Regions from separate parts of the Mus musculus genome. Here all the other regions are linked to region 2. A link is a contact called in public Hi-C, HiChIP or PLAC-seq and promoter capture Hi-C data. All regions are on one chromosome and are shown on one strand. The core of a region is the stretch at or near the end of the contact, and the rest is flanking DNA. Distances in the headings are between cores, read along the strand shown.

Region 1 (3,501 bases), core at 574-3,073, 2.2 Mb before region 2:
ATAGGGAAGGACCAAGAGCTCAGAGGGTCACTGTCTTAGGTACCACTCAGCTTAGCCTCATGACAGAAACCTCTTGTTGCCCTACCTTGAATAAGTGATAAAGTGAGGTCCACAATCCCCCACCAAAGCCCTCATACCACACAGATTATTTCCATTAAGGCAGGGTCCACCTACAGCCCTCTGCCTACTGACTGTGTGCTGGCCAACCTGTTACCTCCCTCTGATCTCCAGGCTGAGGCTGACTGGGAAAGTCTCAAACCTTGAAAAACTCCCAGCCCAGAACCCCAATCAAAGAGCCACCACAGCAAAGTTAGGAACACCAGCCCATATACTTTGTTGTTTTCATCATTCTTTGACATCAGTGAGGGTTCTGAAGGTGCCTTTTGGAACTTCATCTCCTGCGTAGTCTGTACAGGCTTTGAGTTGAGCTGATAGAAGTGTCATCTCCTAAGCTCAGAGCAAGGCTCCAACAGCTGCCCCAGCAGCCCCTAGGATGGCATTTGTTGATGTGGAGAGTCCAAGGACCCCTGGGAAGGAGACAGTGCAGTGACAGGCAGTGACCTGATGCTCAGAGATGCCCACCCAATTTCTATGGGAACCTTAGGGCTTTGCTTCAGCCAGAGCTATTTAAAATGAACCAGAAGGAGAAGACAGATGCGGGCCAAGTGGAATATAGGACAGAGAGCTATCCACAGAGATGCTCTCTCTATAGCAGGACAGAGGGGTACTCATTGTAGAAAAAAACACTCAGGGAAGATTCAGAGCACAAGTAGCATGCCTCAGACTCCTCCCTACTTTAGCCATTCAGCACCTTTCACCCAAAGCCCACACACCCCCACCTAACTCAGAATAAATCAAAAAGTAGGGACAGAACTAGAAGACACAGGTCACTTAAGAAGGTGGGGCTGGAGGGAGAGGAAAGGTGTCACCATCCTTGTCTTGGACTCTGGTCATCTTGCCTGGCCTGACACTTACCTGCTGATTGGAGTGTGGCTACCAGGCTTCCTGCTGCAACTCCACCTCCATTGGCAATTGCTGCAGCAGACATCATCTTGGCTGCTATGGAGGCAGCTGCAATGCCTGTCCCAGTGAAGCCCATGGCAGCCAGGGCCACAGGTGCCCCTGCCACAGCCAGAGCTGTAGGGAGAGGAGCTGGGTGAGGTAGGCTCAGGGAAATGACCCACCCAACAATTCCCTGACTGTTTCTGGGGACTTTCTATTCTGAGGAGCATGGAAGGGGATCCCAAAGTAAAGAAGAAGGGGAGCAAGGTGGAGGCAAAGGGGTCAGTGGAGGATGTGACAGAGCCGTGGTGTTCCCAGGCTTGAGAAGAATCATCCTTCACTGGGCCTGGGGTTGTGAGGGTTAAATACAACCCTGCAGTGTTCAGCAGCTGCCGCTCCCTGTCTTCTCCACATTCATCTACTTGCTGCTCATCATATATGAGGCCTGGAGGGGCAGCTGGGCAGAAATCTTAAGCTCATTCCTAGAGTAGATTTAGCACAGCCCAGGGCCCTGCTCTGCACCCAGGCAGCTCCAGAATCCAGCAGTAGCAGGCAGCAGGAATGGTACCCATCTAAAGCACAAATGGTACCCCACCACCTCACCCTCAGGAGCAGAGACAAACCTCCTCCTATGGCAGAGCCAAACAGTGTTCCTATAGAGAGATGGATGGATAGAGAAGGTTAGAGTTTGTTGATGGCAGGGATTTCTTGGTGGCTTTGCTCAGGCATCCCCGTTCCCAGCTCACTCGGGGCAGGGGGGCTACTCACCCAACATGTTGAGTCCTCCTGGTAGCAGCAGAGCATAGGAAGAACTTAGGGAGTGGCTTATATCTGGGGAGAGAAGAAGAGGCTTGTACTGGGAACCAATAGGGACAGGGTCCGCCCCTTTGAGAGGTTTGAAAGCTAAAGGGGAAGTTTGAAAACAATCTGGGGGAGGGTTTGAAACCAGTCCTCCACCCACCTGCTTACATCTTTCCTGAACTCTGTCTCTCTTTCTCTCTCTCTCTCTCTCTCCTTCACACACACACACACACACACACACACACACACACACAGAGAGAGAGAGAGAGAGAGAGAGAGTACTAGGATGAGCAAGAAGACTACAAAGACAAAACCTGTGTTTGCTATGAAATGGAAACTAAAAAAAAATAAGAAACACCTACAGAATAAACAAACTCAGGAAGAATAATGTGGGCCCAAAAATCACCATTTCACCTGACAGAGGTTGAGAGATCATTTTGGAGCTATGGCTGGCTGACTAGCTTAGGTTACCCAAAAGGTCATGTACCCACACAGTAAAAATTTTGATAAGGTTTTTCTTATAGCAGAATGAAGACAGTCATAAATCAAGGTATATTCATACATAAAAATCCAAATATATATGTATATGTAAGACCCCTGAAGCTGGGCCTGCACTCGAGTCCCCGGGATGAGCTGGACAGCACCCCAGTGACCCACACCTGATGCAAACTGCAAGAGGTTTTATCAGCTAGCTGAGGATGAAGTCCCTCTGCCATGCAGCGCAGGGGAGTTCGACCCTGAGCACTGACAGGAGGGGGCTTTTAACAGCTAGCTGAGGAAATGGGAGGAGTTGGAAGGAGTTGGGAGGAGAGTTGGGAGGAGAGTTGGCTACAGCTCCTTTCTGGCGAGGGGGGGTGGGGGCGTGAGCTGCAGCCTCCTCTCAGGTGTCTATCAGGAAGGAATTGGGAGGAGGAGAGTTGGGAGGAGAGTTGGCTACAGCTCCTTTCTGGCGGGGGGGGGGGGGGGGGGGGAAGGGGGGGGAGGCAGTGAGCTGCAGCCTCCTCTCAGGTGTCTATCAGGAAGGAATTGGGAGGAGGAGAGTTGGGAGGAGAGCTGGGAGGAGAGTTGGCTACAGCTCCTTTCTGGTGGGGGGGGGGGGGGAAGGCAGTGAGCTGCAGCCTCCTCTCAGGTGTCTATCTCCATGTCCTTGTAGATCTTCCTACAATTATTGCATCTCTGGCTGTAAGGCACAGAAACAAAAAGGCTTTTGGCTGGCTATAGAGAACAAAGAGCTTCTTTCTGGCTGTATTTTTAGAGATCAGGGAAAACAAGCTTGGGGGAACGTCCATGGGCCTTACCTTCCAGGGAGAAACACTCTAAGTCGGGGTCACACACACACACACACACACACACACATATACACACATATGCATATATATACATATGCATAGATGTATACATACATACATATGCATATATATGTATACATATACATATACACATATATTATATTTTTACGTGTTTGTGTATCAGTGAGAACATTAAGTGGGAGGGCTGAGCCTCTGCCATCCATATCCTGGATGCTAACTGAAGGTATTTCCCCTTTTGTTTGGTGGCGGCCAGGTATTTGTATATTCTAGAGGATTTGCCCTAGAACCTGACTCATTTCTGTAGAAACACTCACTCAAGGCTGCTCTATTATCCCCCACATTACTCCCAGATTCAATGAGCTAGGTTCGACACCAAGATTTTAGGTTG
Region 2 (3,297 bases), core at 258-2,757:
GGTCTTTCTGTTACTCAAACTAGAGCTGTCTAAACTAACTTGTGTGTGCTCTCTGGTTTAAGTCACCTAGTTTCGTTACAATTACCTTGTGTCATACCTCTTAATACAAGTTGTCAAGGAATTTCCATAATTTAAGCTTTTCGAAAAAAGAGTAGACTCGACAAACCCAAGGCCTTAAGTAAAATAGTAGGCATTTTAGCCCACTGATGCAAATACAACTGCTTCTGGCGAACTGAATATACTCAAAGTTCAGGTGAAGTCAACTCACAGCCTCTAGGAGGAAACAGGTTCTTTAAAAAAAGGCTGACGCTGCGGCTTCGGCTCCCGAGCTTTTGCAACATTTGCGTTTACGACCTGTCGATCTATCACGTGAAGCAAAAGGGCAAATCTAAACAGCACTACTGGGGCCATTCACAACCTCACGCAAGCAGAGCAGGCAAACTGGCAAGAGGGGCCTTCGCCTAACTTTCTTTCAGTGAATGAAGACAACCAACCCAGCAAACGCAAATATACCAGCATCCAGACCAAAATAAATAACTGGGGATTTCTGTCACCTCCTCTTCATCTTTAATTTTTCTTAACGTCATCCACAGAAATAGGGTTTGTTTGCCTAGGAACACCGCAGACACTCGCAGCCCAAGAGGCAAGGGTGGCCACGTACTTTCCTGGGCCTGCCTCACAAGCGCCCCCCCCCCCCCCCAACCAATGACTCGATTGTTTCGCCCCGTGTGTGCCTCCATTACACCGTTTAAGCCGGAGCACGTGATCTAGGAGCGCAAACTTGCTACACTTTACACACTTCCCTGAGCCGGGCCACACTTGAATCTAAACAATTCCCAAAGGAGAACCGAACGTGCCCGATGCTGGATGACAGTCGCTCAGGTCTCGCCCTGGGGAGAGCCAGTTCCTACCCCTGCTGGCTGACAGCAGCTTACCCATTTGTCCAAGGGGACCTGGGCAAGGGACCCGGTGCCCTGGTACAGATCCAGGCTCAGCTGCTCCAGGCTCAGCTTCTCCTGCAGGAAGTGGCCCAGGTACCTCTGTAGGAGGTAGCGACAGGCCCTCTTCTTGATGGATTCTGAAAATGGCCAAGGCATGGTGAGGGCTGGCGGCTCGAGGGAGCCGGGGCTGCACGCGGCGGCGACTCGGGGGATCCGACCTGGGCTCCAGGCAGCGGCAGCGCCTCAGGGTCGGCCCGGCGGCGTCCCCAAGCCGCGGTGGGGATCTAGGTTCGCGGTGGCCGCTGCATGTCGGTTCGGCGCCGCCGTCCCTCAGGGCAACCCCATGGCCCGCGTCGCGACGCTCGCACTAGGCCCGGCGGGGACTGGGCGCTGAGCAGAACCGGGCGCCCCAAGCCGGGAGCTTCCGAAGCGCTCCGTCGGTAGGGAGACAGAGGGACAGACAGAGAGGGCTGGCGGCTGAGGCGAGACAAGACTCCGACGCGGCGCGACTAATTTGTTGTCATCTACTGGGCGCGCTCCCGCCTGAGACACGCTCCTGGCGCGTTCGCGAGACCCAGACTCCCGGCACGTACTCGAGCAACGGGCACAAGCGGAAGTGACGCCATATTGCGGGGCTGGAAAGGCAGGAAAAAAAGAGTCCGGGCCGGAGCATTTCCGGTGGTGAATGGGCGGGGCAACTGCGGGGGCGGGGGTGGTGCCGGCGCCGCGATCCTGGCCCCAGCAGTCTCCGGACGAGGAAGGATAAGAACATGGGCGCTCGCAGGTGAGTGGGCGGGCTGGCTGCGGCCCGTGGAGCCTCACCTTGCAGTCGCGGCCGGGTGGTGGGCGCCGGCGGACGCCCGGACTAGGGCTGACGGAGGTCTGGGGGCGGGTCCGGCCTGGGCTGTCCTGCGGGAAGTGATGCGGGGATGCAGGGCGAGGACTGGAGACCCGGCGTTTCTGTCCGGGTTCTGACCGATGCCTATTGTCATCAGGTTGCCCCCCCCCCCACCCCCTTGCCGGCTTTGTTTGCAAAGCATCTAGTAGTTTGCCGTTTGCAGAGCGCCACGCCGACGACCAGGAAACTTGGGATCGGGGCGATTGCGGGCAGTACGGTTTCCTCTGTTAAATCCTGGCGCTTCCCGACCCGCTGAGGGGCTGCTGCCTCCTGGAAGACTTTGTGCTCTCCGCAGGCTCTGCGCAGCCCGATTTTTATCTTTTAGGGAGACAGTCTGTGAAGAGGCGCAGCTGGCTCCTTAGGAGGGCAGCCCCTAAAGGCCCGGAAGTCTGCTGTCCTGGGTTAGATTCCTGACACTTGACACTGGGCCACCTTGAACCTATGCTACCCTCTCTGAGCCTACATTGCCACCTCAGCCAGGTGTGAGCAGATTAATATCATAAACTCGAAAATTGAGGCAAATGAAATGACGTGTGCCGGGAAGGAACCTAAACCGAGTCCTGGATTGAGGAGACCGAATTAAGGAATTCTGGCCCGTGAATGGGGCATCCTCAAAATGGGTTCTTTTGGTTTAGTTGGATTGGGTTTTGAGACAGTCTCTCACTGGGTAGGTAGTTGAGGTTGACTTTGAACTTATGTGGCCCAGACTGCCCTAGAAATTAGGGTCTCCCAAATGCTGAAATGTCAGGCTTGCACCACCACACACCATTCGGAGTCTTTATGTGCTTTGTAAGAAAGGGCCTCTTATTTTTAAAAGATGATATTTTAGTTGGAGACTTGGAGGTAGAAAGATACATGAACGTCTGAGTTATTTTTCAGATAAGAACACCACCTGCAAGGCTTACCACATGCGTAATGCTTGGTAAGTACCAGGAATTTGAGGAGGGAAGACAGGAAGGAGTGTAGCCATCGCAAGGAATGATGGAACTTTTGCTCTGGGTGAAATAAAAAGAAATGCTACATAATCTGGCCTAAGACTGCTAACTACAGTGTTGCTAATAGTGGAATGTTGGGCTTAGAAGACCAAAGGTGAAAACAGCCAGGGCAGTGCTGAAGGACAGAGCAGTAATCCAAATTCTGTGGTTTGGCCTGGAGGAAAGCCCTGAAGACTAGAACCGGTTGGGTCTAGGCATATTTTGACACTAATAAGACATGCTTACCCGGCATCAGGTACACAGTTTTATCCCAGCACTAGAGAAACAGATGCAGATGGCTCTCTCCTTAAGTTGAAGGCCAGCCTGGTCTACATGGGGAGACCCTGGCTCAAAGAGACTCTGAACCTTACAAGTAAATAATGACAGTACTCTCTGTACTATAAACAGAGCTGGGTGGGAAGTCCCAGCAGGACCTTGTGTATCAGGCTTTAGGAGGTTTGAACTGGACTTTAGGCTCTGTTTG
Region 3 (3,159 bases), core at 653-3,152, 2.2 Mb before region 2:
GACTGCTACTAAGTATGGTGGAAGAGAAAGTTTATGCTAGATCTGTAGCAGAGCATAGCCAGAGGCAGGGACCTCTGGGAGAATCCAGAGTGAACATGACCAGATGGAGCTGTGCCATGTGAGCAGGGGGAAGGGCTGGGAGAAGGGGCAGAGGGAACCAGGTGCAGCGGCCAGGTCAAAGGTACAAATAGGGCGAGTAACCAAGATGTCTGGGTTATATGGGGAAGAGCCTCTGGGGGGAAGGGCAGGCAGCCCCTGGGCTGGGGAGTTCAGGGTAGAGGGCAGAGTGTGCTAGCCATACCCTCTAACAGGCAGGGAATGAGGGATGCTAGGAGAACCTGGAGACCAGGTCCGATTGGATGTATCAAATAGGCACCTTGGCCCTTTGTCCTGGCTTTGAGAGCTAATGGTTTGTTTCATGAAGAAGCCAGAGGAAGCTATCCAGTGTCTTGCCCTGCTTTTCTCCGTCATGGTAGGGTCTCTCATGGAAGTGGAAGGCAGATTGCAAGCTCTTGGGGTCCTTTTGTCTTCAGCCCCCACGTGTGGGGGTTACAGGCTCATGCTGGCTTTTTAAAAATTATTATTATTAAATGTGGGTGCTAGGATCTGAATTCATTTCTTTAGAACTGCCCAGCAAGTGTTCTTACTCTTTGAGACATCATGTGTGTGGTGTGTGTGTGTGCATGCCTGTAAGATGGAGTGAGTGTGGAGGTCATTGGACAACTTGTAAGACTCAGTCCCTTCTTTCACTGTGTCCAATGGATGGAACTGAGTGTCAGGTGTGGCACTTTTACCTATGTAAATGGCTGTGCACGTCTGCGTATTGTCAGGCGGTCAAAAGAGGGCCCTGGAATTGGACTTTCAGGGGTTTACTAGTCCCTACAGTAGCGCTAGGTATAGAAACTGTGTCTTCTGGAAGAGGAGCCAGTGTTTTTAACAACTGGGTCATCTCTCCAACCCTTCCCTGTCTTATTTTGACTAGAACCAAATGTAAGCGAGTTGAATCAATGTGCTCCCCTAGAGCAAGAGCAAGGTAGTGCTCCACCGAGGTCTTACACATCTCTTTCTACCCACTGTGCTAAGCACTACCTCCCAGTTCTCTAAGAAGAGCTGCACTCATCATGGCCCAAGTTTTATCCGAAAGGGCTGGCTGTAACCTCTCTTAGTAAATCCTTATTGATTTTTCAGGATTCAGTATAGGTCTTTTTTTTTTTTTTTTTTTTTTTTAAAGAAGGCATTTTGGGACATTTTCCTTCTTCCAACGTCAGGACTGCAGAACTGTATTCGCATATACCTGTCTCCTATCCTCAGGCACACACTAGGCACTAAACCAGCTTGATTTGGCCACTCGAGGGTCCCTAGGCCGGGAGTTGAGTTAGCAGGGGCTTGTCTACACCAGAAGCAGGCCAGCAGAGCAGCCACCAAATAACCAGAAAGTCACTCTCACAGGTGCAGAGGAGCCCAGCACACTGCACACTTCCCCCGCTTCACTCTCATTGGCTCAGCCTGCCCGCGCCCATTTCCCGCCCCCGGCCCGCCTCCTGGCCGCCTGGGGACGCGGAGAGCTCTGCGCACGCGCCGAGGGGCGGGGCTCGCCCCATAAGGGTGGGGCGGGGGCCCAGGGAGCCGGACCAGGGAGCGTCGTTGCGCGGCAGTTGCGTCCTACCTCGCGCGCAGACCCCGGGCGGGGGCGGGGCCGAGGCGGCCGCTGAGGCGGCTCCCTGTTCTGGTCCCGCCCCCTCCACCCGCCCCGCCCCCTCCACCCGCCCCGCCCCCTCGGTGCGCTGCTCTCCGGCTCCCGCCGCGCTCGTGTTCTCGTCGCCTGCGGCCTCTTGCTCTGCTTCCCCGCGGCCGAGAGCGGGACCAGAGAGTCCTTCTGGTGGGCGGCGCGGGGCTGCGCGCGTCCGGCATCCCGGGGCCGCTCGGGCGGGCCGGCGAGGGAGCCCCTCGGCGGTCCATGCATCCGCCGCCGCCCGACGCCGGCGTCGCGATGGATTTCGGGCAGAACAGCCTGTTTGGCTACATGGAGGACCTGCAGGAGCTCACCATCATCGAGAGGCCGGTCCGCCGGAGCCTCAAGGTGCGCGGGACCGAGAGACGCTCCCCTCAGGGCTGCCCGCCGTCCGACTGCCCCTCGGCGCTCCAGCGCCAGTCGCCCTGTCACCGCAGCCGCTTCAGAGCTTCATTCCCTGCCGCAGCCAAGGGTCGGCCTGTCCCTGACCCCTGACTGGAACCAGTCCCTTACCCTGGCTAGAGCTAGCCCTGCCTCCTGACTGAGGCTAGTCCCTTCCTCTGACTGGAGCCGGCTGGGTCCCTTGACTACGGCCAGCCCAGTCTCCGAACTGAAATCAACCTGCCCCTGACTAACTGGAATCAGCCGGGCCCCCCCGACTTGGTCCCCCGACTGCGGCCAGCCCTGCGCCCCACCCGGCTCCGGCCTCCCCCAGGAACGGCCAAGCCGCTGTTCTCGGGGCCAGCCTCCGCAGCCAGCTCCTCAGCCCGTGGTGCTGTCCCAGGTTCTGGTCGCTGGCCCATCCTGGGTTTCACACAGCCCTAGTTCCATCTCTCGCCCGGACGTCTCAGGTCCCATCCTTTCACGGTCCTACCCCCACCTCTGCATAAGATCAAGCTTGGGTCTCCCCGTGCAGCATGGCCTCCTTCACCTTCCAAGGAGAGGCACCCTTCCCAGAGTCGCCCTAGTTTAGGGTTTGAAAGCTTCTCCTCAACCCTTGCCTCCCATCCTGAGTCACCATGCATCCTTTTCCTCCCAGGTCCTCCAGGACTGTAGGCGGGACCCTGCTCCCCAGCCCCCTTGAGGGGAGTCAACCTTCTGTTTCCCCCCCTACCTCGCTCCCCAACCCCGCAGAGTCATCTTTCCAGCCTTGTGGGGTTTCAACCCTCATCCTCACAGATGACAAACCTAGTTTATGGGCCCCTTCCCTACCCTTCTTGCCAGTTCTTCATTACCTTTCTAGAGCCTTTGATTTTCTTTCCGTCTGAGTTCATTCGGTTCCCAACAGGAGCTACAAAGCTTGTCCTTTCTGTTTTATTCAACTCCCCTTTAAAGCATTTCCCAGTGTGGAAAATGTTGTAGCGGCTTGGGGTACTGCGTTGAAGACAAAAAAATATGTGAATATATAGGTAAATATGTTCACATGT
Region 4 (3,234 bases), core at 258-2,757, 2.4 Mb after region 2:
CAGCAGAGAACAGAAAGAAAGAGCCATAGAGAGAGACAGAAAGATGAAAGGTTTTCTTCAATAAATTCCTACTTGTAAGAGAATAAAAAGCAAAGTGGCCCATTGAGCCTGTGGTCCAGTGAGACAAGAAATGACTGTGAGAGCTGGGGCTGGGGCTCAGACCATACAAACGCAGTCGCCGCAGTCTCTCACAGTGCTCTAAGATTGGAGTTTTCAGTCTTCAGTATGAAGAGACACCCAGCTTCTATTAGAGGCAGGCAGGGAAGAGCAAGGGTTGCTTCTGCTTGTCCTGGAGAGAGCTGGCAGGGGAATAAGGAGCCAAGGAGAATATGCACTCAGAAGCTCAGCAGCCCCCAGCCTCAACCCCAGGAAGAGATCTTTACCAGGCCATTGGTATGATTGCACATGTCCCATAAAGGAATCAGAGCCAAGGTCACCCGGGAACCATCCTCTGTAGGAATTTGGTTTTGCCGTGTCATAACTGATGAGACGGCCCACCTGTTACAAAAAAATAAAATAAAATAAAATAAACAAATTAAGAGTAAATTTGTGGAAAAGCCACCCCCACAAGAACACACTCAATTAGGAAATTGAGGTTGTGAGTGGCTGCCAGTTTTCAGGCTTTTTTGTACCATTTAGAACTAAAGGCAGAATTGAGAGGAGGAGGGGGCAGAATGGCAGGAAAGGAAGCCTGCACACAGCCCACCGAGTATGCAAAGGAACTAGGAGAAGCAGGGGTCTCAACCTACGTGGTGATGAAACTGCTCTCTCCAAAGCCAGCTCCCCCTCACCCAAACGCTGACTTCAGCGGTAGGCAGGGCTCTGAGCCTCACTGACCGACCAGTGGGTGCTGCTTCTCCTCTCTAACAGACCCCTCCACGGTGTGGACGAGGCATGGAACACGGCACTTTTATTACATAGCACAGTCCGTTAGCTCTATGTTCCAAAGAATCCCTGCTTCACACTAATGTTAATCTACTTAAAAGAGAAAAAGTCCTTTAGCAACACTTAACACTAATGTTAAGCCCAAACGCCCCTTGGCTACCTCAGGCAAGCTACTGGCATTACAGGTTCACAGCGGTTTCTTGGCAGCTGTCAAAACGCCAGTGCTTATCGAAGCCGCTCACCCTGGCTTTTGAGACCGCCCTATTTCAACACTGTAAGTGGTCGCAGCAGGCCACTTGCTGCCGAGCTGCCCTCACTTCCAGATCCTCAGAAACCACCCGCAACACAGCGCCCTCACAAACCTGTAGTCCTCGTAAGTGAAAGACTCCTTCAAGGGCAGTTTGTTGGCATGAGGATGGGTCTGGGAATCAACGGTTTTAGGAAGCAGAGGTGGGGGGGAAAAAAGGGAGAAAACAGAAATCAGTCAACAGAATTTCATTATTTAGCTGCTAACAGATCCTAACAAGAGCCAAATGAAGCAGGAGGCGTCCAGCCGCGCAACTGAGGGATCAGTGTGCTATTGTGCCCTCATACATCACTGTCAACTTAATTTGTTGTGCCCAGCGGCCGCCATAAATCTGCTCCTTCACACTTCCATCCGGAACCCACAGACACCACACAAGACAGTGTAAGGTGGACTGCTGCACAAAGGCAGGCACACCCTCTGCTACGAGTACGAGCTCTGAGGGAACATGGAGCCTGCAAAGCCAATAGGGAGGCTTGCCTCTCCCGGGGTCTCATGCTCTGCTAGATTTTATTCTCTTTGTATGTCACAAGAAGCAACACTTACAAACCCTCTAGTACGTTGGAAATACTCTCACATTCTCTAATAACACTTGATGACAATCGACTTAGGTGCAAATGAATTATTTACACAGTAAATGTGGATCAAACACAGGAAATCAAGCAAAGTCAAGTCTTGTGAGAGAATGAAGTAAATTATACAAGTAAGATAAAGATAACACAGACAATCATTAAATTACTTTTTTCTCTAAACAAAAGAACATTTGATAAAATATCCAAAACTTTACACATGGAAGAAAATTTTATAGCTTCACATTCCCTTTTTATAATGCCCTACCCCTTAGACCTGTAAGCACTTAAAACTCTGTCTCAATTAAGGAATTAAAGCTGTAACAGTGTGATTTTAACCTTAAGTTTCAGTTACAGTCTGAGACAGATTGCAGTTAAGTGATCAGATTAACAAACGGTTGTTTCTGAGCTGGAGACCAGATCTGCGGAAGCTGATCGTGTGCCTGCTAGTGTGGCTCCACGCAGCAGTTTTAACTCCAGGTACGGCACGGCAAGTGCACTGCAATTCATCACCGCTCCCTGTACTGTGCTGGCTGGTACTGTGCGCAGGGCAGTAGGGAATGAGGCAGAAGTGGCTCAAACCGTAAATCACTCAGAAAAACAAAAGCTTGTCCTTGGTGCATAATCTTAGACAAATTATATATTACAAAAGGGGCTAACTGGGTGTTAGCTCCCAGGTGCCTGCTTCTCCTCTCTTTATAGCCTCATTTTAAGCCTTTGGAAGAAAAGTCAAAATGTAAAACTGTATTTACATAATCTTTAAGATGCATGTTGGGCCAGGTGTATCTGTACATACCTGTAAACACCAGCACTTGAAAGGCTAAGATGGGAGGATCAGAAATGTGAGACCTGCCTGTGCTACCTAGCTAGTACCTGCCTCAACATAAATAAATCACAATGCGATAAAATGAATATTGTACTAGCAATGTGCAATTAAATAAGAGACTTTAAGGGGACGTACAGAACATGACAGGGCACTTCCAGTCTGGTTCAGGAAATGGTATGCTAGGGGAGGTCAGCCCCGCCCCACCGGCCTGCCCTGGAGCCTGTGCTCTGAGGATTCGAGGTATGCCTTCCTCTTACTTATCACATTTAGCCAAGACAGAGTCCAGATTTCCCTTTAAACATACTAATCACCATAAGGCCCTTTCCTCTTCTCAAAACTAACCTGGTAAGAAGAGACAAACTGCAAAATAGTAAGGAGAACGGATTCTATTGACCAATTTTCCTTTCATTTGTAATAAAGTGAAATCTCATTTTATCTTATGATTGAAAACTTTGCACACCCAAATTCTCTTTCCAAAGTCTAAAAGATGCAAAAATTTTATTTTTAAAAAATGTTTTAATTCTCTTAAACTATGGAATTTACTATGGCCTTTTGAAAGTTGGTAAATACCTATGTGAAATCTCAGAAATAATAAAATTTTAACACCCTCCCCACAAAAGGCTGATATTAAATAAGGGAAAAAATTGACA
Region 5 (3,481 bases), core at 344-2,843, 2.3 Mb after region 2:
CGGCGGCCGTCATTCACAGGCTTCTCCAGCTCCAGAGCCGGGAGCCCGGCCCCAACGCAGCGAGGTGAGCGAAGGATTGCAAGATTACAACCTGCCTGAGGTCTCGATGGCACCCAGAGGAAATTTTATTTCTATTGCAATAAAAAATTTAATAAATAAAAAGCAACCGCGACCAAAAAAAAAAAAAAAACCCGCGGGGGAGAGACTCGCGCAGGCTGCGGCCGGGGCTTCCCAGAGCTCTGCAAGCCGACCTCGCCGGTGGCAGCGCGGGTACCCGGCTGGCTCTGGGAGAACTGTGTACCTGCGCGGCTCGCGCTGGCGTTTTCTTTTCTAAATGAACCCAGCTGGGGCGGTGGAAGCTGCTGAGAGTCTGCCCTGCTGCCTGACTTTGCAAGCCCCTCCACTTGCTTGAAATCCGGCGGATTTGCACCGCGACCTGCCTTGTTTATTTAGATGGGAAGATGAAAGATACAGAGATAGAAAGATGGATAAGAGGATGATAGGTATTTTCTCCCCTTCCTTTTTCTTTCTCTTCATTTTTACTGTTATAAGAGCATCCCTTTTTTTTCCCCACTCATGACTTTTTTGTTAACTCGTGGCGGGGATTTTTTTTTCACCAACCCAAAACCTCCCCCCCACACCTTTTTTTTTTTTTTGAGTTGGGGGGGGAAAGAAGACAAGACCGTCCCAGGAGACGGAGGTGGGGAAATGAGGAGGGGGTGCTCCAGCACAGCAAACAGCTGCGCAGCTGGATTCTTTTGCAAATAGCGAGAGGAGGGGAGGGGACGGCGGCTTCGGAATCCTAGCAGCGGCGCGGTCGGCGCCCAGCCTGGCGGGGCGCAGCGACCGGGAACCCGAAGCCCGCGGCCATCCCTTTCCCCTGCGGGTCCCTGGGTCCAGGGCGCTCTCGGGGCTCCGTCCGCCCGCTCCTCCGAGCGCGGACCCACGCGCTCGCCAACTTTTCCCGGCTCCCCCTCCCCCTCCACTCCTCGGCCCCCTCCCCCTCCTCTCCAAACCCCGCCACCAGCGCCGCCGCCGCCACACACGCCGCTTGGAGGGCCGAGCGTCCGGCCGGGCTCGGCGCGCACAGCCGCCTGCAAGCCCGCGCGCCCCCTCCCCGGCCCGGAGCCCGCGGCGGCTGCCCCCGGCTGCAGAGAAACTTTCCCAGAACCCCACGCTCGGCCGCTGCTCCCGGGTTGGTGTCCCCAGCCCCGGGCGCCCGGAGCCCCAGCCGCCGGCCCTTCGCGCGTGCGGCAGACACTTACGCGTGATGAGTTCCCTCTGGGACAAGTGCTGCGGGTTGCCCTGTTTGCGGCGGGACATTGCCCCGGCATCTATTCTGGCATCGCCCGGAAAGCTGCACAGATGCGGGCCGGGGAGGGGGTCTGAGCCGCCGCCGCCGCCGCGCCTCCTCCTCCGCCCGGGTTGGTGCCTCTGCCCTTCCTCTCTTCCTCTTCCTCCTCCTCTTCTTCTTCTTCGTCTTTATTTTGCTCTTTCTTCTGGGCTGTGTTTTTGTTTTTGTTTTTGCAAAAAGAAAGAAGAAAAAGCCAGGAAGATGGCTTGCTCTAAAATAGAGAAAAGGCTAAAATAAATTATAAAACTGCTGTTGCTCGCCGCTGGCTGGCCGGTTTCTTTAAAAATATATTCTTTTGGAGGAAAAATATCTCTCACACTTCTTCAAAGTGCTTGGCCTCTTAGACTTGTAAATGTCTTCTTGAAGTTACGCCGGGTTTTGCACCGGCCTCTGACACTTTTCTTTCGGGGTCTGGTAGGTGGAACGCGCACTTCCACCCAAGGGGAGGGGGGAGGAAAAAATGCAAACAAATTTCAAAAAAGCCAAAAAAAAAAAAAAGGCAAAGAAAACTTGGGGACTTGTCTCGTACCCCCTCACCCCGCCCCCTCAAAAACCCAAAAGCAATGAAAAGCTGCCTTGGTTCGGCTCTTTCTGGGTTTTCTGCGCGCTGCCTGCTTTTTTTCTTTCTCGGAGGCTGACCCCTCCGAGGCTCTGGGGGACTCCGGGAGCGGCTCCTTCCCGGGTCACCTGGCAGGCTGGCGCCGGCCGGAGGGGCTGCGGGTCCCCGCGTGCGCTCCCCAGCGCTGCCCGGCGCCGCGGGCCCAGGGGGAGCGGGGCTGCGGGGCGGCTCGCCCAGTGCGCCCGGGTCGGTGCGGGCGTGGACGGGAGCTATAGATTGCAACGTGAAGATGGCGGAGTCCGGGTTCTCCGGGAGCTCTCGGTCTCTCTGTGGCTGGGGCTGCCTCTGTACAATGGGATAAAATTCAAGTTCAAGTGCGGACGTGACGTTTAATCTGCTCTAGAGACAAAAAGACCCAGAGAGTCGGAGCACTGGGGGCGACTAGCGGTGGCTTTTTAACATTGTACCCTGTAAGAGAACAAGAAAGCACACACCGAGACACGCGCGCGCGCACTCACACACACTCGCCAGTGCGCACACCCGCAACCCAGGCCGGCCGGCCACACGTGCAAACTACTGTTTTTGTAAGCTGGTCTTATCACCGAGCACCGGTAGCGCAAAAGAGGGTGGGGGGGGATAAATAAAATAAAATCTTGTCCCCACTCACTCTTCCTCCCCCGGGAGCCGGACTCCCTGAGAAAGGGGGCGGAGTGCTGTGTGAGTAACTGAGGTACACTGAGTCCAAGCAAGTCCAAACCCACCCACTCGAGAAAGAGGGCTGGAAACCACGGGCTGGGGGAGACTGAGGCGACAGATAAAATTGTTTTCCTTCACTCTCTAGAAAAGTAGTTACAGTTGGTTTTACTTATTTGGAGAGGGGAGCATTTTGTAGAAACTTCCAAAAAAGTGTCTCCATATAAACCGTTGGGGGTTGGTCGTCTCAAACAACAAAATTAATGATACTGAGGGGCACAGTGGGGGGGGGCACATTTTGTTTGAATCCCATTCCAGAAGGGTTCTTCGCCCTTCTGGGCCCCATTAACTCCTAGGGGTCAAGCACTGCCCCGCCCCCACACCCTAGTCTCCTTGGGAAGCACGCGCTAGAGGGACGGGTTGGGGGGCACTCCACGTGGGAGAAGTCTGGGACTCACAGACCCAGAAGTGGGCGTGGTCAGCGCTGGGAAAGGAGGGTGCCTCGTAGCGGCGACCCCCCCCCCAATTCCCTCCGTGAAATCTCTGCAACCTGGAAGTCGTCCCCCTCCTCCATCGCCCGGGATCGGACTTGAAATTGCTTGTCCGACCAGGAAGGACAGAGCCGCCTTTTCAACCGTTTGATCTCCAGCCGGCCAGGACAAGGGGAGTTGTGGGGGCCTGCCCGTGGCCCGGGGACAAGGCCAGGCTGCAGTCCCGAATGCACCGCCCCCTCCCGGCGCTCTCCTCCTGGAGACCAGCTGGGTCTACTGGATAACCTGGCCTCCCGCGCTGGGCGCGCCAGTAGGCTGGACCCCTCTCCCTTCCCCGGCGGCCAGGGCGGGTCGGGGCCTGGCTGGGGCTGAGTTTTGTGGTGA
Region 6 (3,177 bases), core at 185-2,684, 2.3 Mb before region 2:
CTTGACTAAACGGTAATCTGTCAGCTCTTCAAAGCACACCAGGTCATCCATCTGTCCATCTGCAAACAGATTCGGGTCGATCGTCACTTGCTTCCATTTCCCCACAATCTTGATGCCCTTCCTCTGGAACGTGCCACGGCTTGCCAACTTTGGCTTTGAGTTTGTCTCCTTCACCTTCATGGTTGCTGAAAAGAAATGTTCTTCTGGGTTAGTGACTGTGGGGTACAGGCTCTAGGGCAACACACGCTTTCCTAAAACGTACTAGACCCTGCAAACAGCCAAGGACACAGAGATGGCTTAACTTACATAGAGGAGATGCTCAAATCCAGAAAATGAAACACACCCACAGAATAGGTAGTTTGGCTTGGAGCAGAGGGGACACAGGCAGTAAAGGACACATGAGCTATCTCTGGTTAGGATCCTAGCTCCAACACTTACTTTGTATGCAACCCCCACCCACCCACCTCCTCTCAGAATTTAGTGTTACAATCTTTCTAAATGAGAAGGGTGTGATAATATCTAATAATAACTAATTTTACACTGTACACAAAATAAGTATCAAAAGAGGCTTGATAAGCCATTTTGAACACGGAGTAAGAATCTGAGATACGGCGTGCTTTTTTCCCTGGTAGAACAAGACAAGTGCCATTTCCATCATCTTGGCCTTGGCCAGATAGGTTGAAACACGTCAAGTCCTAGGTTCCACCCCCCCTAGCACTGCGTAAAACCGTACATAGCCGGTATCCTGCCCTCAGGAATGGAGATGGAAGATCAGGAGCTCAAAGCCAGCCTTGGCTACACAAGACCCTGTCTTTAAAGTCTGAGTATGCACGACTCATCTGTGTGGAAGTGGCGCTACATGGGTCCTCTCTAAATGAAAAGGGACATTGTGGAGAGAGTAAGGCAAAACTCGATTCAAATCTGGATCCTGCTCGGTGTTTGCTGCACATCTCTGTGCCTCAGTCTCCTTATCTACAAATTGAGGATAATGAGATATTTATCGCACTGGGTCCTCATCTGAATACGAAATAGTGACGCACGTCAAAAACCGCTTAACATGGCGTCTGTGAGGATGGCATGGGACGCACGGCGACCCCCCGACCCCCGCCGCACCTCGGCCCCACCTTGACAAGGTGAAGGGAACGTCACTAGAAATAGGGCGCGGGGGAGTGACCTGTGCCTTCTGCCAGAGTCCCACGAGGGCTTCAAGGGAGGTTGCCGGGCCTTGATGCCCACAGCAAAGCATGAGCCACCGGCAACCAAGGTTGTGGGGACACCGGTGAGCCACGATGCTTCGAAGACACCGGGGAGCCCCTCCGCAGCCGGCCAGGGCCTGCTCCGCTCCGAACCCACAAAGAGCACTCACCGCCGCAGTCACCTCACACGCCGGGCCGTTTGCGCCAACCCGACCCGGAACTGCAGCAGCTTCAGTACTGCAGTTCCGGGGCGGAGCTCCGGGCACGCGTGCGCGCTAAGGAAGGAAGTTCCGCCTCTGTGCGGAAGCGTCTATCTGATTGGCACTCTCTCAGGACTTTGGCTGGAACTCGGAGGACTGAGCTGGGGGGCGGGCCCTGTGTGGCCTAGGTTACGCTTCCTGTTTATGGTTTAGGCAATGTTTCGGAGCTCCTTCCTGGACGCTAGGGAGCGCAAGCGCCCGGGTAATCGCTGTCTGGTTTGTGTGCAGTAGCTGTCCCACATGCATGAGTAACTGACTACCTGGAGCCTTAAAACATTTCCTTACCTAATTTATAAACCACCTAACCCTGGGTTGAAAGAGCCATGTTCTCCAGTTCGTAGTGCCTTTCCTACTGCACAGAGCTGGTCACGATACATTTGCCTGTTTAGTTTGATTGTTTTTTGATGTTTGTGCTGGAGATTTAAACTAGTCTTAGAGGCTGTATAGATGGCTCAGAGGTTAAGAGCACTGACTGCTCTTCCAGAGGTCCTGAGTTCAATTCCCAGCAACCACATGGTGGCTCACAACCATCTATAATAGGATCCAATGTATTCTTCTAGTGTGTCTGAAGACAGCTGCAATGTACTCATATAAATTAAAAAAATAAATAAACTAGTCTTCCATGCATATGGAAGCACGCTTCCCACTGAGCCATCTCCGAAGACCTGAAAATGTATTCTTTTATATCTTAACTTAGATCAGTTTTTTTTTTTCCGTGTCAGCATTATGAGATACACACCTAACACTGAATTAGATAACAGAGTGTTGTCATTGGCAAGGGACTTTCACCAAGACGCCAAAAGGATAGACAAGAGCAAAAAGAGATGCATGAAATTTTTATGAAAACAAAAATGCTTCCGCACACCACCCTGAATAGAGAGGGGAAAAAAGGCGGGCTGGAGAGTTGGCTCAGTGGTTACAAGCACAGACTGCTCTTCCGAGGGATCTGTGTTCAGTTCCCAGCACCCATATAGCAACTCACAACCATCCATAATTCCTGACCAGAGGATCTGATGCCCCCTTCTGGCCTCAGTGGGTGCTGCAAACACGTGGTGCACAGACATACACCTAAAAACGTAAAAGAGATATCTTGTTAAAAAGAATAAAGGAGGGGCTGGTGAGATGGCTCAGCAGGTAGCGCACTGACTGCTCATCCTAAGGTCCTGAGTTCAAATTCAAGCAGCCACATGGTGGCCCACAAACACTGGTAATGAGATCTGACGCCTGCTTCTGGCATGTCTGAAGACAGCCACAGTGTACTTATTTATAATAATAAACCTTTGGGAGGGAGCAAGCAAAGCAAGGGGAGTTGACCAGAGCAAGCAGGAGTCCTAAAAAAAATTCAATTCCTAACAACCACATGAAAGCTCACAAACAATTGTACAGCTAAGTGTACTCATATACATGAAATAAAATAAATCTTTTTTAAAAAAGAGTAAAGGAAATCCTACAAACTACACATCTGAATGTGGTTAATAAAGCAGGAAATACAGAATTCAGAAACTCAATTGTAAAAGGATATGCTTACAAAATGGGCAATAAACCAAAATAAGCATTTCTTAAAAGGTACAAGAAAAAAATGCTCAGGGAGCCACTAGTCAATTGGATAATGCAAACTAGAGCCACAGGTAGACATGGCCTCACTGCAGTGAGAATGTTACAGGGAACAAAGCCTGGCTCATTGTTGTGGGCTATAACTAAGTACAGCCATCATGGAAATT

Evidence for each region. Promoter capture Hi-C pulls out the DNA fragments that hold promoters and counts their contacts. Hi-C and Micro-C count contacts between places; a contact is called where the count stands out from the background. HiChIP or PLAC-seq counts read pairs in DNA pulled down with a chosen protein or histone mark.
Region 1: a Hi-C map of B cells shows a contact between it and region 2, with 5 read pairs. The contact joins the promoter of Ifi27l2a here to the promoter of Atg2b in region 2. A contact is called at or near these places in 1 of 39 promoter capture datasets (pre-B cells) and 1 of 484 Hi-C or Micro-C datasets (B cells).
Region 3: a contact with region 2 is called in a promoter capture Hi-C map of pre-B cells, with 2.3 times the contacts expected there. The contact joins the promoter of Ppp4r4 here to the promoter of Atg2b in region 2.
Region 4: a contact with region 2 is called in an H3K4me3 HiChIP or PLAC-seq map of forebrain, with 8 times the contacts expected there. The contact joins the enhancer-like site here to the promoter of Atg2b in region 2. A contact is called at or near these places in 4 of 39 promoter capture datasets (the 3T3-L1 cell line, cranial neural crest, frontonasal cranial neural crest and 1 more) and 4 of 115 datasets of contacts at active chromatin or transcription factors (double positive thymocytes, embryonic forebrain, forebrain and 1 more).
Region 5: a promoter capture Hi-C map of hippocampal neurons shows a contact between it and region 2, with 9 times the contacts expected there. The contact joins the promoter of Bcl11b here to the promoter of Atg2b in region 2. A contact is called at or near these places in 1 of 39 promoter capture datasets (hippocampal neurons) and 6 of 115 datasets of contacts at active chromatin or transcription factors (astrocytes, embryonic forebrain, embryonic hindbrain and 3 more).
Region 6: a contact with region 2 is called in a Hi-C map of B cells, with 6 read pairs. The contact joins the promoter of Ddx24 here to the promoter of Atg2b in region 2. A contact is called at or near these places in 2 of 39 promoter capture datasets (the C10 cell line and pre-B cells) and 1 of 484 Hi-C or Micro-C datasets (B cells).

What each region holds. Positions count from the first base shown.
Region 1 is chr12:103,441,857-103,445,357 of GRCm38.p6, forward strand. It overlaps Ifi27l2a (interferon, alpha-inducible protein 27 like 2A), which reads right to left and starts at 1,824. Exons shown (of 4, transcript NM_029803.3): 1 at 1,771-1,824; 2 at 1,626-1,655; 3 at 976-1,137; 4 at 310-527. The coding sequence starts at 1,777. The coding sequence ends at 454.
Region 2 is chr12:105,683,734-105,687,030 of GRCm38.p6, forward strand. It overlaps Atg2b (autophagy related 2B), which reads right to left and starts at 1,508. Exons shown (of 42, transcript NM_029654.4): 1 at 936-1,508. The coding sequence starts at 1,097. Gskip (GSK3B interacting protein) reads left to right here and starts at 1,619. Exons shown (of 3, transcript NM_178613.3): 1 at 1,619-1,725. The coding sequence starts at 1,712.
Region 3 is chr12:103,530,663-103,533,821 of GRCm38.p6, forward strand. Ppp4r4 (protein phosphatase 4, regulatory subunit 4) reads left to right here and starts at 1,903. Exons shown (of 25, transcript NM_028980.3): 1 at 1,903-2,080. The coding sequence starts at 1,958.
Region 4 is chr12:108,117,859-108,121,092 of GRCm38.p6, forward strand. It overlaps Setd3 (SET domain containing 3), which reads right to left. Exons shown (of 13, transcript NM_028262.3): 7 at 1,248-1,306; 8 at 384-498. Among named protein-coding and RNA genes, the nearest start is that of Setd3, 60 kb to the right of the region's middle. Within about 2 kb of position 1,508, at least 26 of the 459 cell types and tissues checked have an H3K27ac peak or open chromatin away from gene starts, as enhancers often do. A contact at or near this core is called in forebrain, where this site is marked.
Region 5 is chr12:108,001,821-108,005,301 of GRCm38.p6, forward strand. Bcl11b (B cell leukemia/lymphoma 11B) reads right to left here and starts at 1,594. Exons shown (of 4, transcript NM_001079883.1): 1 at 1,266-1,594. The coding sequence starts at 1,323.
Region 6 is chr12:103,424,413-103,427,589 of GRCm38.p6, forward strand. It overlaps Ddx24 (DEAD box helicase 24), which reads right to left and starts at 1,435. Exons shown (of 9, transcript NM_020494.4): 1 at 1,367-1,435; 2 at 1-185. The coding sequence starts at 180.